Linked DNA regions of Mus musculus: region 1 is linked to region 2. The links are chromatin contacts, called in public promoter capture Hi-C maps. All regions are on one chromosome and are shown on one strand. The core of a region is the stretch at or near the end of the contact, and the rest is flanking DNA. Distances in the headings are between cores, read along the strand shown. Region 1 holds the start of Colec11 (collectin sub-family member 11). Region 2 overlaps Rnf144a (ring finger protein 144A).

The links. Promoter capture Hi-C pulls out the DNA fragments that hold promoters and counts their contacts.
Region 1: a contact with region 2 is called in a promoter capture Hi-C map of liver, with 5 times the contacts expected there. The contact joins the promoter of Colec11 here to the enhancer-like site in region 2. A contact is called at or near these places in 6 of 39 promoter capture datasets (the 3T3-L1 cell line, frontonasal cranial neural crest, hippocampal neurons and 3 more) and 1 of 9 other capture datasets (liver).

Annotation. Positions count from the first base shown.
Region 1 is chr12:28,619,874-28,627,130 of GRCm38.p6, reverse strand. Colec11 (collectin sub-family member 11) reads left to right here and starts at 3,801. Exons shown (of 7, transcript NM_027866.2): 1 at 3,801-3,897.
Region 2 is chr12:26,395,511-26,401,966 of GRCm38.p6, reverse strand. All of the region lies in intron 2 of Rnf144a (ring finger protein 144A), which reads left to right. Among named protein-coding and RNA genes, the nearest start is that of Mir6538, 16 kb to the left of the region's middle. Within about 2 kb of position 3,211, at least 49 of the 459 cell types and tissues checked have an H3K27ac peak or open chromatin away from gene starts, as enhancers often do. A contact at or near this core is called in liver, where this site is marked.

The DNA.
Region 1 (7,257 bases), core at 2,552-5,051, 2.2 Mb before region 2:
TAATTCTAGTTTAAGGGATCTGACATCCTCTTCTGGCCTAAGGCACTGCACACACAAGGTGCACAGACATGCCTGCAGGCGACCCTGAGGATCAGGCCTATTCACTGTGAATGTTTTTTCACAAGGTTGGAGGATGGGGACTGGGCCCTCACCTGATTTCAGTCCCATACAACCTCCCAGCCAGCTATATATAATCCTGCCATAATTGCACACAACATCAAGGGCCGAAAAGTGTAATATTATAGAAAGTAGTAGGCTAATGGACAGGAGCTTCATCTATGCCTCTATGGGGAAGCTGTCATCTGTGCTGGTGTGACTGTCTGACGCGGTGATGGCTTTGTCACCCAGGCCACTTCATGCTCTAATATCAGTGAGCCTAATATATCCATTGGCTCCACAGGTTGGACTTTGGGGTTGTCTTGGGAGCCTTATGAGGAAAGGGTAAATGTTTGTTTTGAGTTCCTGAAACAGAATTGTCAAAGAAGAACTTTTAAGTAATTTTTTTAAAAAAGATAAGTCTACCAGTGACTCAGTGGACAGTGTCCACTTTCCAGTTGCTCTCCGAGCTCATTTTAGTCTGACTTTCAGACTATATGAGGAAGCCACCCTGTGGTTTGTCATGCCTGTGACATGCTATCATGTTTCTCTGTTTGCTCTTTATTCCTAATGGTCACTGATTGGGTGACAGTTTTGCTAGGACAGTCACTACACCCAGCAAGGAGTCCTCTCTTCTGTAAATCAGTCTGTTGATTCTACCCCAGGGCTGTAAAGCAGCTAGAAGCATAGGCTAGTGTGAAGGGCTCTTGAAGGTTGAGGAGTAAGGCCAGTCGCAGCCCATATGGGGCTGCTGAGATGCTGCAGTAGACTTTCAGTGGTGTCCTGGCAGCCACTGTGAGACTGGCAGTGGTTCCCAAAGTGCCTCAACCTTGAGAATTTAATACAAATGAGAAGGTTCCCTCTGCCCAGTCATTAGGTCAGAAAACCTAGGCCCTGGAGCTAGAGAGATGGCTCAGTGGTTAAGAGCAGTTGATGCTCTTGCAGAGGACTGAGTTTGATTTCAGCATCCACATGACAGTCCACACCAGGATGTATCTCCAGTTCTAGGGGATTGATGCCTTTTCTGGCACCTGTAGGCACCTCTAGTGCAGGCTACTTGTGAGAACATCTGGGCAGGCCCTCTGGGCATCTGATGATGTCCCCTTTCCCATGCCACTGGCATATAAATGGTGTAATCCAGAATGTCAACACTGGATAGATATCTTAAATGGTTAAGACCTTTTAACTAGTTGGCAAGAACTGAGATTTTCAATCCCGCACCCTGGTCTTTCTGCTCCTCTGTATCCCCGAGTGACTAGGCTTAGGATAAGGGATGGAAGTGTCGTGCACTCTCCGGGAACTCAGTGATGAGGGCCTTTGGGGAGGTGGCCATGGTTAATGTCCTCAGGGACAGTGTCCCACAGATAGAGCAGCACGTCCAATGTGACCCCAGTAAGTTTCCCATCCAGAGCAGAGTGGGTTTCATGTGACTCTTCTATCCAAACTCCATGGTTATCTCAGAGAGATGTAAACAGTCGCTGGATTTGGGCCAGTGTTGTTCTGGTCAGGAATGGATGGTCTGTGGGGTCAGGGCAGAGGAAAGCAGTGGTCTGCCTCCAGCGGAGGAGTAGACAGTGCTTCCTGGTGACACCAGAGTACGCTTAATAATACAAGGGTCCTAACTTACAATCTACTCAACACAGGCAAGTTAAATTGCACTATTTTTGCAGTGGGGAGTATTTTTTAAACTGTTGGCACTTAAAAAGAAAATCCAAAAACCCTAAGGGTGGGCTGGAGACATAGGTTAGTCGACAATGTTTGCCTGGTATGTACAAGGCTGAGTCTAATACCAGTACCAGGGTGGGACTGAAGATTCAGAAGTGGTAGCTCATGTCATTCCAATATTAAGAGGCTGCAGCAAGAGGATTGCCTCTAATTTAAGGCCAGCCTGCGTTATGGAATATATTGCTTAAAAAAAAAAAGACTATAGCAGAGTATGGTGGCACATGTAATCTCCGTGCTTGGGAGGCAGAAGCAAGCAGATCTCTGAATTTGAAGCCAGCTTGGTCTACAAAGCAATTTTCGAGACAGGGTCATACAAGAGAAACCCTGTCTTGGAAAACAGACAAACAAAAAATATGACTTGGAAGGAAAAAATCTCTAGGCTTTCTAGGCCCTCTACCACCTTGAGGCAAAAGGGGGTATCTGACAGTTTGTTTGGGTAGGTTTTGGGTTTTTTGGGGGGGGCATTTTTGGTCTTGGTTTTTGGACAGGATTTCTCTGTGTACCCTTGGTTTGGCTGTTCAGGAACTTACTCTGTTGACCAGGGTGGCATGGAACTTAGAGGTCCGCCTACCCCTGCCTCCTGACTGCTGGGATTAAAAGCATACGCTACCATCGCTCAATGTTTGGGTAGGTCTTAGGAAGGATTCTTGGAACTCTTGGTTAGCTTTGTGTACTTCTGTGAACTTCGGAAATGTGAATGAGCTAAAGCCATTTCTATTGATTTTGAGGAGAGCTACATGAGGCTCTGTTTGAGAAACAAAACATAAAAGCTAAGCTTTATTTAGAGGAGATTATAGATTGACATGCAGTTGTAGAAAACATTCCAGAGGGTTCCCTTGAGCCCAGTTTCCCCAGTGGAAAGTCTGGCACAGCACTGCAACCCAGATTCCAACATAAGCAGGCCAAGCCATGTCACCCTTGAGGCACACAGTGTCCTAGCCAATCACTGATCTGTCCTTGATTTTTATAGTTTTATCACTTTAAGAGTCTTATATGAACAGGTTGTAAGGGCAATATGGCTGCAACATCACACACTCCATTGATCGTGAAGTTGGTTTGACTGATCTGGCTTCTTCCCTCATGGATCTACAGAGTTGTCCTGAAGCTACACGCCAGCAGTACAGCTTCCCTGATGGAGGACGACTGTTGTTTCTTTGAGGGTGTTAGCGTGCTTGTGCTCCCCCGATCAACCTCCTAACAGGCTCTCAGGAGTAGTTTGTTTGTTTGTTTGTTTTTGGTTTGTTTGTTTGTTTGTTTGTTTGTTTTTCAAGACAGGGTTTCTCTTTGTAGCCCTGGCTGTCTTGGAACTCACTTTGTAGACCAGGCTGGCCTCGAACTCAGAAATCTGCCTGCCTCTGCCTCCCAAGTGCTGGGATTACAGGCGTGCGCCACCACTGCCCAGCTCTCTCAGGAGTATTTTATAGATGGAACTCCACAGTGGGTAGCTTTTGGAGTCTGTTTTGCTATAGCACAGAACTCTTGTTGATCTCTCCAGCTTGCTGTGTGGGAATGACTTGTAGTGTGTGTGTGTGTGTGTGTGTGTGTGTGTGTAAGCAGGTGCATGTGTATGCAGAGATTCATACACAGTCTCAGTATGCACTCCTACCTGGCTGGCCTTGAACTTGCTACATAGTCTAGGCTGGCCTTTAACTCACAGCAATCCTCCTGCTTTAGTCTTCAGAATGCAGGGATTACTGGCATGCACCCCCATGTTTGGCACATGCACTTATTCGAAGAAAAAGAAAAGAAAGCAAAACAGGAAAGAAAACCAAAATTGAGAGAGAATGTTTGGGGTGGGGTTGGCTGGGCTCCCCAGACACCCCTTTGGCAGCAGGGGCCGAGTTCCCACACTCCACAGGGCCCTGCAGGACAGCTGATGGTTTCAGGCAGGAAGCTCTTGCAGATAAGGCTGCAGCCTCCAGCAGATTCGCTGGGCTGTCTGACATCCCAGGCAGGGTTTCTCTCTGAGCTGGACTGCAGCTGGTCTCTGTAAATAACAGCCATGAGGCTCCTTGGAGCAGTGTCTCTGCCAGCCGGTGACTGTCAGGACAGCTCCTTCGCCTAGTGTGCATCCAGGTAAGAGATGCTGCCCCAGGACACTAGGCCAGGACTGGACAGGTGTCGAGCACAGGCAGGAGGGCAAATTTCCAAACAGGGCTGGAGGGTAGACCCAGGCTGTGGAATTTGGCAAAGTGGGATTCAGTATCCTGGAGTTGATCAGTAAGTTAGACGCTAGAGTTCTAAAATTTATTTAGCTCAGAGTTAAAGGTGGAATCTTCGAGAAGCCAGCAGAGGCAGATTCTGGTCAATCAGAATGATGGAAATACAGTTACTCAGGTTATTTAAGAGCTGGAGTTTGCATAGATCATTTCTAACTCCAACCTGAGAGAGTGACATACTCCAGGCTGGCAGTGGGCAGCATTTATGGGTTGACAGCTAAGAAAGCCCTGTTCAGGGACCTACAACACCAAGACATACTCAGCTGTGGTTTTAGGTAGTGTGGGGAGGGGACCAGGAGGGAGGTACACTTCCCTCAGGGGAGCCATCTAACAGTGGACAGAGCCTCCCAACACTGGAAAGGGGAGTAACTCCAAAGGGCAGTTGCTTGTTGTGCCCTGACACCAGGCTTTGGGACTAGCTGCTGTGTCTGAGTGGCCCCAGCTAGCAGCTCCATATTAAAATGGTCAAATTTGTAAGCCATTGCTTGGCAGAATGGAACTTGATTTGACAAGCACTCTTGCCTGGGAGAGCAGAGCTCCAAACCTTCACATTTGGTTTTCTCTCCAATCTTGAGACATCTGTGCCAAAGACGAAGGAGAACAGGCAGATGTCTCCTTACCATGGTGTTGGTAAGATCCTCCCTGTAGCCTCATGGCGGGGGGTGGGAGTGTCACTTTAGGACAGAGGAGGCTTCCAAATGACAGTACCGTTCGCAGCAGATAGTTCAGAGTCTGCAAGATCCAGGGCTTCACTGTAGGTGTTTAATGGACACGTCATGATGTGTTTGGCTACTGTGTTTCCCCCTGGCCTGCTGCCAGTTCATTCTTGTTTCTTTTGTGAATTCCACATTTAATCTCTCCCCAGAAAGCTGTCTCTTTGATGGAAGTGGGGCCCCAGTCTTTGGGCCCTGGCTAAGAGATAAGGATGTTGTTTTTAAAAAGATTTTGGGCTTGCTGCATAGTCTCCGTTTATAAAACCAAATTCCTTTCCTGAGAGGCAACGGACCAGAACACAAGCCAGTACTTCCTGGTGGACATGGTACCTCCCCCCACCCAACCTCTATGTGACCACCTGCCCTGTTCTGGGCCAGGTCTGGGGCAGAATCTGAGAAAGTTGGAGGACAGGGCCCCATCACACCCACTAGCTTAGATAGAACTGAGGGTAAGGACACACAGGCAGGAGAGTCAGTGAGAGAGGAGGAGGAGCCAGCTCGGGGTATTCTTCATCTCTGTTCTTCCTTGTCACAGCTTGTCTGCTGTGGCCTGATCTTTTGTAAAGCCACACTTAGGACTTTCATGGGATAGAAAGTGATGACTGTCTTGCTGGATGCCTGCTGTCTCTGGAGGAGCGTTTGTTTCTATGGAATACATTCCTGTGCCATCCCGAGAGCATGGAGAAAAACAAACATCTGAGCAGTTTTTAATCTAACCGACAGAGGGTGCAGCAAGGGTTAGCATCGCTTTGATTGATTGATTGTTTGTTTTCATGGGGTCTCCTTTCATAGTGTTGGCTGGCCTCAAACTCACAGGAATCCTCTCTGCCTCTCATGTGTTTGGCAGGGGCCACCATGCCCAGCCTTTTGAGTTGTTTAAAAACTATGTATGTGTGTCTGTGTCTGTCTGTTCCTATGTGCATGTGTGTACAGGTGTCAGTGGGGGGTAAGAGGCAACGGCTCTCCTGGAGCTGGGGTTACAAGCATCTGGGAAACAAACTCGGGTGCTCTTCAAGAACAGTGCATGTTCTTAACCATTGAGCCATCTCTTTAGCATCATTCTCCACCCCCACCCCCCACCCCGACATTTTTGCTTGTTGGACCTTACTATGTATCTCTGGCCTTGAACTCACGAACTTCATATTCTGCTTCCCAAGTGCTGGCTGATGGTTGTGTGCCACCATACCCGGCTTATTATCTCCTTTGTAGCTCTACAGAAAAGGAAGCTGCTTAGGTAACAGGGGAGTGCTGTTGAGTTAAGAGCACTGTGGGGGAAGCGTGCTTACCCACAGGCTTTGCACTCCCTTGTTTCCTAAATTGCTGGAAATTTCAGGACAGCGACAGCAGAGCAATAATCCATGTGTGACAACCCCTGGGTCTGCAGAGTCCCGTGTAAGCTTAGCATTATATTTCTCATGCATTTATGCATGTAGCCATGTGTAGGTAACTCTTAAAAATGAGAAGCTAGAAGGGCGTCTAGACAGTGTTCTAGCATGCGCATCCCTGCTGGAGCTGAGCTGTGGGTACCCAGGCCTCTCTGGAGAGTGCTGGTTCCTGTTCATGGTGATTTTTCTCAGATCTCTCTCTCTCTCTCTCTCTCTCTCCCCCCCATCTCTTCCCCCTCTCGCTCATAGGCGTGTGTATTTTCACCCCACCCCACAAGCCTAGCCCTGTGTGCCATCCTCTGCTCCCAATCCTGATTTTGCAGTCTGCCTTGATTTGTTTTTCTTCTAACTAAAAGCAGAAGATCAGTAGGAGCGTGGTGCTGTCACAGGCTACCATTTCCCCTTAAGCCCTTCTTCATGCAGTCAGGTTTTCTGCCTGTTGGCTCCTCATAGCTTTTGAGGATTCGACTCTTGCAGGAATGAGCATCTCATTAATTAACCTCTGACTGCCAGAGCTTCGTGCTATCTCCCTCCAAGCATGGGTATGCATGCCAAGGACCAACGAACGACATTGTCAGAACGACATTGTCAATCACCAACAGCTCAGAGTCAGAGTGAGGGAGGTTGGAGAGTGGGAGCTGAGCCTCAAACCCCAGCCTCCTAAGACCAGAGCAGTGTTGAGATCAGCAGAGCCTGTGCTCTGCAGGTTCAGGACTTTGTCTTTGTGGTTTGAACTAGACAAGGTCTTCCTCCCCTGAGTCCTTGAAGGATGGAGGCGGCTTTCCATTATATACCTCTGGACTTTCAGCAAGGTCCCAAGGCATAAAGTCAGTGAGAGTGAGTGCAACCCTCTTGGTTTATACCATAAGTACTGTATCCTTCAATCCTGCTCCCCCATCCTTAAGCTTCACCTCTGCTTATGCTTTACCCTTCAATGCTAACTGCACCCTCCCGTTCGTAAGCCCCACCTCTGCGTAGGTGGGTAGTTATTCTCTACTGTCACTGAGCCTTTTCTTACATTGTCTCTTGTGGGGACTCTTTTCAGAGCCCAAGGAGGAGTTTCAGATGGTGTCCAGTCACACTGCAGGGACAGTTGATGCATCACCAGGTGCAGCTTTT
Region 2 (6,456 bases), core at 1,962-4,461:
AGAACGTGACTTTGGTTTTGGTTTTGGTCCTTGACCTTTTTTTTTTTTCTAATTGTGGTTTTGTAGTTGGCTTCCTGTGTCGTTGCTTGGGTTCAGCAAACTGTTGATTGGAAACACTCAGGGGAGGACCTTTTCCTGTCTTGATTTTGCTCTTGATATTGTTAAAGAGATGCACATTGTGTAGGACGGCCTGTGTAAAGCAGAGAGGATGTACAATATTATGGGGTCTTGGGTGTGAGTCCTGTCATCCGTGACAGGGACAGAGACCCAGCCCTTATTCTGTCTCTGTGCAGGGACCTAGAAAGTTTCTATCCCCTTAGGGATTCCCATTTAGGCAAAACCAGGATTCCTGGCTTCATAGATCAAGGAAAAGGATACCACGGTATCTTAGTGTTTTATTGCTATTAGAGACACCATGGCCAAGCCAACTCTTATAAAGGACAACATTTAATTGGGGCTGGCTCACAGTTTCACAGTTTCAGCCCATTATCATCATGACAGGAAGCATGGCTGCATGCAGGCAGACAGTGCTGGAGGAGCCAAGAGTTTTACATTTTGATCCAAAGGCAGCCAGGAGAAGAGGGGTTTTAAGGCCCTGGGTAGAGCTTTAAGTGCAGGACCTCAAAGCCCATCCCCACAGTGACTCACTGACTCAGACAAGACCCACCTCTGCATAGTGTCACTTTCTATGGGTCAAGCATATTTAATCCAGCACACATGATGAACCCTGATGAAGCAAGGCTGGGGATTTACCAACAGACAGTTTACGCGTATATCTCATGCTCGGGGTGTTTAGACAGATGACTGACTGATGAGCAAAAGCACACCAGGAGGATGAAGGGGAGCCTCCCTAGGGCAAGTTGGAAGCAGCTTTCTCTATGATGGGGGTGTACAGGGTTTTGTTGGCTTTGGCACTGGCTGGTATTTTTTGTGAGCTTGACACAAGTTAGCATCACCTGGGAAGAGGGAACATGGAGTGATGTAATTGCCTCCATTAGGTTGGCCTGTTGGCAAGTCTGAGGCATTTTCTTGATTAATGATTAATGTGGGAGGGTGCATCTTCCCCTGGGCAGGTGATCTGGGCTTGTATGAGAAAGTAGGCCAATCCCAGCAACTGACCCACCAACCAAAGAGCAAGTATAGGCTGGACCTAGACCCTCTGCATATATGTAGCAGATGTGCAGCTTGGTCTTCTTGCGGATCCCCCAACAACTGGAACAGGGCTGTCCCTAACTCTGTTGCCTGCCTCTGGATCCCATTCACCTCACTGGTGTATCTCTCTGTGTGTGTGTGTGTGTGTGTGTGTGTGTGTGTGTGTGTGTGTGTGTGTGTATCTCTGTGTCCATGTGTTTGTAGGTCAGAGGACAACTTGCACTAGTCAGTCCTTTTGCCATGTGATTTCAAGGGATTGAGCCTAGGTCTTCAGGCTTGGTGCAGTTGACTTTACCCACTGATCCACCCTGCCAGCTCCCCACCAAAAAACTTTTAAATGTAAATTAAGGTTCATCCCAACACATATAATGCATTATTTCAGACATGACAAGCATTTCAGCGGATGAGCCAGAGGTGAGCCAGAGGTCTAAGATAGGCATTTTGCAGTGGTGGTTTAGAGAGAAATGAGTTATCACCTTGTCCTGCCTCAATGGGAGAGGATGCACCTAGTCCTGCGGTGATTTGATGTTTCAGAAAGGGTTGATACCCAGGAGGGCCTCCCCCTTCACAGAGAAGGGGAGGACGGTTGGAGGGAGGGGCTATGTGAGGGGGTTGGGAGGAGGTGATGGAGAGGAGGGGAACTGTTACTGAGATGTAAAGTGAATAAGTGACTTAATTAATAAAAAACAACAATAAACCAAACCAACCAACCAAACAAACAAACAGAAAAGAGGCTGAGCAAACCATTGGGAGCTAGTCAGTAAGTGGCGCTCCTCCATGGGCTCTGCCCTGAGTTTCTGCCGTGACTGCCCTCAGCTACAATGAACTGGAAGTATGAACCAAATAAGCCCTTTCCTCGACGAATCGATCACAGAGTCTATGACAAAACAGAAAAGCACACCAGGATCACTCTCAAGTTGCATTTCCGAAGGTTGTAAGGGCCTCCTGTTCCTCTTTGCTCCAGAGGACCACTTACAGGAGGAAGAGAAGTTCAAGGATGGACCTTTGGAAATGGAGGCGTGAGATAGATTTACAGACACTGTTTAGATTTACGACAAAGAGCAGGCACCAGAAACTCAAGGTTAATGTTGCTTGGTCCCTCAGTAAGCACACTTGGTTCACATTTGCCTCATAGGCATCCTATGGAAAGCATAAGTTGTCTCTGTGGGCAGCATGGGATTGCTGATGCTTTCTGATGCGGTCGGCAGGACCGGCCATCTGGCCAGCTGGGGGTTTTTCTCACTCTTTCCCGCATTATCCTTTCTGCCTTTCTCTCATGCCTCAGCTATGCAGAGACTGCCATTTTACATAAGGTCTGGTGCATCTGCAGATTTTGGTGTCTGTGGGAGGAGGCAGAAGCTGGGGCCATCATCACTGGCTTGATCCCAGGTGATAACTATATTCCATTCCACAGTGAAACGTATTATTGTAGTTTGAGATGTTGACCAAATTGTAAATTATACCTTATTTTGTATGCATATATGTATGCCTTTGTGTATGAAGGGATATGTGACTGTGTGTGTGTGTGTGTGTGTGTGTGTGTGTGTGTGTGTGTGTGTGTGTGTGTATCTCTGTGTCCATGTGTTTGTAGGTCAGAGGACAACTTGCAAGAGTCAGTCCTTTTGCCATGTGATTTCATGGGATTGAACCTAGGTCTTCAGGCTTGGTGCAGTTGACTTTACCCACTGATCCACCCTGCCAGCTCCCCACCAAAAAACTTTTAAATGTAAATTAAGGTTCATCCCAACACGATATAATGCATTATTTCAGACATGACAAGCATTTCAGCGGATGAGCCAGAGGTGAGCCAGAGGTCTAAGATAGGCATTTTGCAGTGGTGGTTTAGAGAGAAATGAGTAACAGACCAGGAAGGAACCCTCCTGTTATTAAACTAAACAATAGTGCAAACATCAGCACTGTTTCAGGAGGGCTGCTGGTTGGCTCCTGTGAGGTCAGGCCCCTGCAGATCTGTTTGTGATGGTGAACCTGAGAAGGGAGGCAGTGACCTGCAGAGTCAGCATGCAGGGCACCTCCCCGTGTGGCTGCTGTGGTCAGGATTGTGCAAGATGTGGCAAGATGAGGTCAGAGAAGAGGGTCTTGCCCAAGCTCTCAGCCCCAGTGGGACTTAAGTGGAGGCCTTTGGCTTCTGCAATTGTTCCCAATTTGTTCATCTATATAGGGAGAATGCTACCACCGTTATTTTAGTCATGGGGCTCCTTAGAGGACTGAAGACATCATGCCTCTAAAAATGTAAAGGCAGACGTTAAAGTGAATCCAAGAATACCTCCTGGTGGGAAAGGGTGAGACCTTATCCATAGCAATGGAGAGAGCTGGGGTCTGGAGTTGTAGCTTAGTGGTAGAGCGCTTGACAATTGTCCCTAATTCCTGGGACCCATGGCTGGCACTGCATAAAATGAGTCAACAAATAGTAGAAATTAGAAACTGCTCATTACTTTCTTTAGTTTTCAGCTAAAGGTAGAAACACATACATGAATAATACCCCATGCTCTCCTTATTTTTTAAACATATTCTTTTTGTTAAGATTGCAGTGATATCTGTAGCCCAGGAATGATGTGTGTGTGTGTGTGTGTGTGTGTGTGTGTGTGTGTGTATGTGTGCATGCACATGCATGTGCATACATGCTTATGCACATGCATTTTTGTAAGCATCCTCTCTCTCTCTCTCTCTCTCTCTCTCTCTCTCTCTCTCTCTCTCTCTCTCTCTCTCTTTTTCTTCCCCATTTTGTTCATGCACAGATTCTTTCTCACAGTGTCTAGGGTAGACTGGACATCTCCAGGGTTTCCTGGGTATCTTTGGTCACTGGTCTGGGTTGTGAAGAAGGAGCACGCTTGGGATGGTCTCTTGGTTCTTTTATTTGTTTGCTTGTACATTCACGTGTAGCTCTAGGCTTAGGATGTCACATGGGAGCCAGAGTTCAGATGGGAGGCTGTGGATCAAAACGATCAAGGTGATTGTTAGTGGTCTTCAGATCATCTTGGCCTGCTCTATTTTTCTGCCTGCTGGATTTGTCCATTTAACACCCATAGGTGGTGTTAAATCGACTTAATGGCTGCTTCTCCTCTGTACTGGTATCAACTTTGCCGTATGAGTTTTGGCACACCGTTGTTGAGTATGTACATGTTTTTATGTTGTGTGGTGGAATTTGCCCTTTTATAGTTTGCATCACAACAGTTCCCCTTTGCATTGAACTCTTGCCGTTCAGTTTTCTTTGGATTAGCTTTGGCATGGAGCACGTGTCTCCATCCCTTAACTTTTAATCTGCTTCCGAAGCTTTTCAGCGAGTTTCTCATAAACAACGCAATGGGCAGCTGTAGTTTGCTCTTGAGCTCATTCTTGTACCCATTCAATAGAATACTTTTAATTTGAAGATTTCATAAATATATACAATGTATTTTGAATATATTCATTCCCTACATCTCTTCTTAATTTCTCCTGAGTTCACCCACACCTTCCATCCCCTCCTAACTTTGTGCCCTCTTTTTTTTAAAATTTAATTTAATAATGCACAGAATAATTTTTGCTGCTCATATACTCCTGTGTGCAGAGTCATCTGCAGGGGCATGATGGACCTATTAGAGGTCACACCCTTAAAGAAGATGAACTCCCATCCCTTGGAAGCCATCGTTGTCATTTTCTCAGCTAGGTGTAGGGGCTCACAGTCCCCTCTATCCTCCCTACTGGAATGTCACCTGGCTTGATCTTCTGTTGGAGCCACCACTGCCCTGCTGTGAGTTTCTGAGTGCAGTGGTCCTATGATGTCCAGAAGACTCTGTTCCGCTCCCAGCTGCAGTCTCACAGACTTTTAAATCTCTGTTCATTGCTCTGAGCCTGTGAGTTGGGATAAAGATCTGTGACCAAGAACCACACAGACACTTGCTCACTTTGAGAAGTTGTGATTTCTGATTAACCGCCACTCGCTGCACAACCGCTCTTGGATGAGGTCTTTTAACTGATCTTTTTAGGCAAATCATGTTTAACATGATTTTTTGATATGATTGCCTAGGAGCTCTAATACCAATGGATAGCTATTTTCAATTCATTGATTTCTTTTCCTTTTTGATTTTCCTGTTTGTATATTTATGGTATTAGCAGGTTTTGATTAGCCAATTGATCATACCTTATCAAACTAAATGAAGCTGGCATCTTAGGTCTCTACCCTAATGTGCCATTCCTGTCCCCAGCAGTGCCGAGTCACAGTGTCCTGCAGTCCCTGTCTGTGAAGGTGGCAAGAACTTAAGTCACACAAGGCTCAGAGAGATACCTTGTGAGGTTGGGCTATTTTAAAGACAGGGTTTTGAGAATTGACCTTTTAGACTGTAAGAGACCCTAGAGATGCCCCCGTTCTTCTGGTTTTGAGCCTAACATTGTTGCATCAGAATAGCTCTTGCACCTTTACATCGGTGAGATGTTTAAAAGGTTTTATTCACTCATTACTCTTTGCTCTGTTAAGTGGGCAGTAATTATCTCTGTACTCGTTATGTGGATAGTTTCATCTTCGGTCATCTGTGGGATTGGCTATATAACTGATTTAGAGCCATTAGACAAGCAGAGAGCCTGGGAGAAATGTGATTCATGGCCTTTATGGGACTGGCCCACCAACTCTATCAGTTCAATTGTAGTTTTTAAACAAGAACTTAAAAGGTCAGATTATGATCGTAGGAACGTTCCAAAGATGCAAGACCATTGGTGCATGCCAGAAACGACTGATGGCCTATGTGAGAGATCTGAGGGAGTATATTTTAAACTAAAGGACATTTATTTATGTATCCATTTATCGGATGTGCGTGTATGTGTGTGAGATTGGAATCAAACCCAGTTCATCAGGCTTCTGGGCAGATAGCTTTTACCAGCTGTGCCCTCTCACTGGCCCTGAGATCTGGTTTTGATGGTGGCATAATGATATGGTCCTGTGAAATAACTTGCCACATTAACGCGAAAACTTTAAAACACCCAGTCTTACATTATGTGTGTACCACGAATAGAATACATTATAAATGCACAAGCCAGACAGTACAGGATCTCGCGGTATCGGGTGCTTCTCCTTCCTGCCCAGGCCTTCAGTCTTTGGATACAGAACCATCAACTCCTTCATTGGAATCTTCTCCTTGTTAGAGTCCCCATCTCTCCCAGCACACATATGTTTTGAATAAAATCATAATACATCTTGCTCTTTGGAGAAATTTTTCCTTGCTCAGCACATACAAACCCACCTCATTCCCTTTTAAGATGTGTCGCCAAGGGAACTGTTCTCTGTGTTTTTTAAAGTCACAATGTGTTTTATTG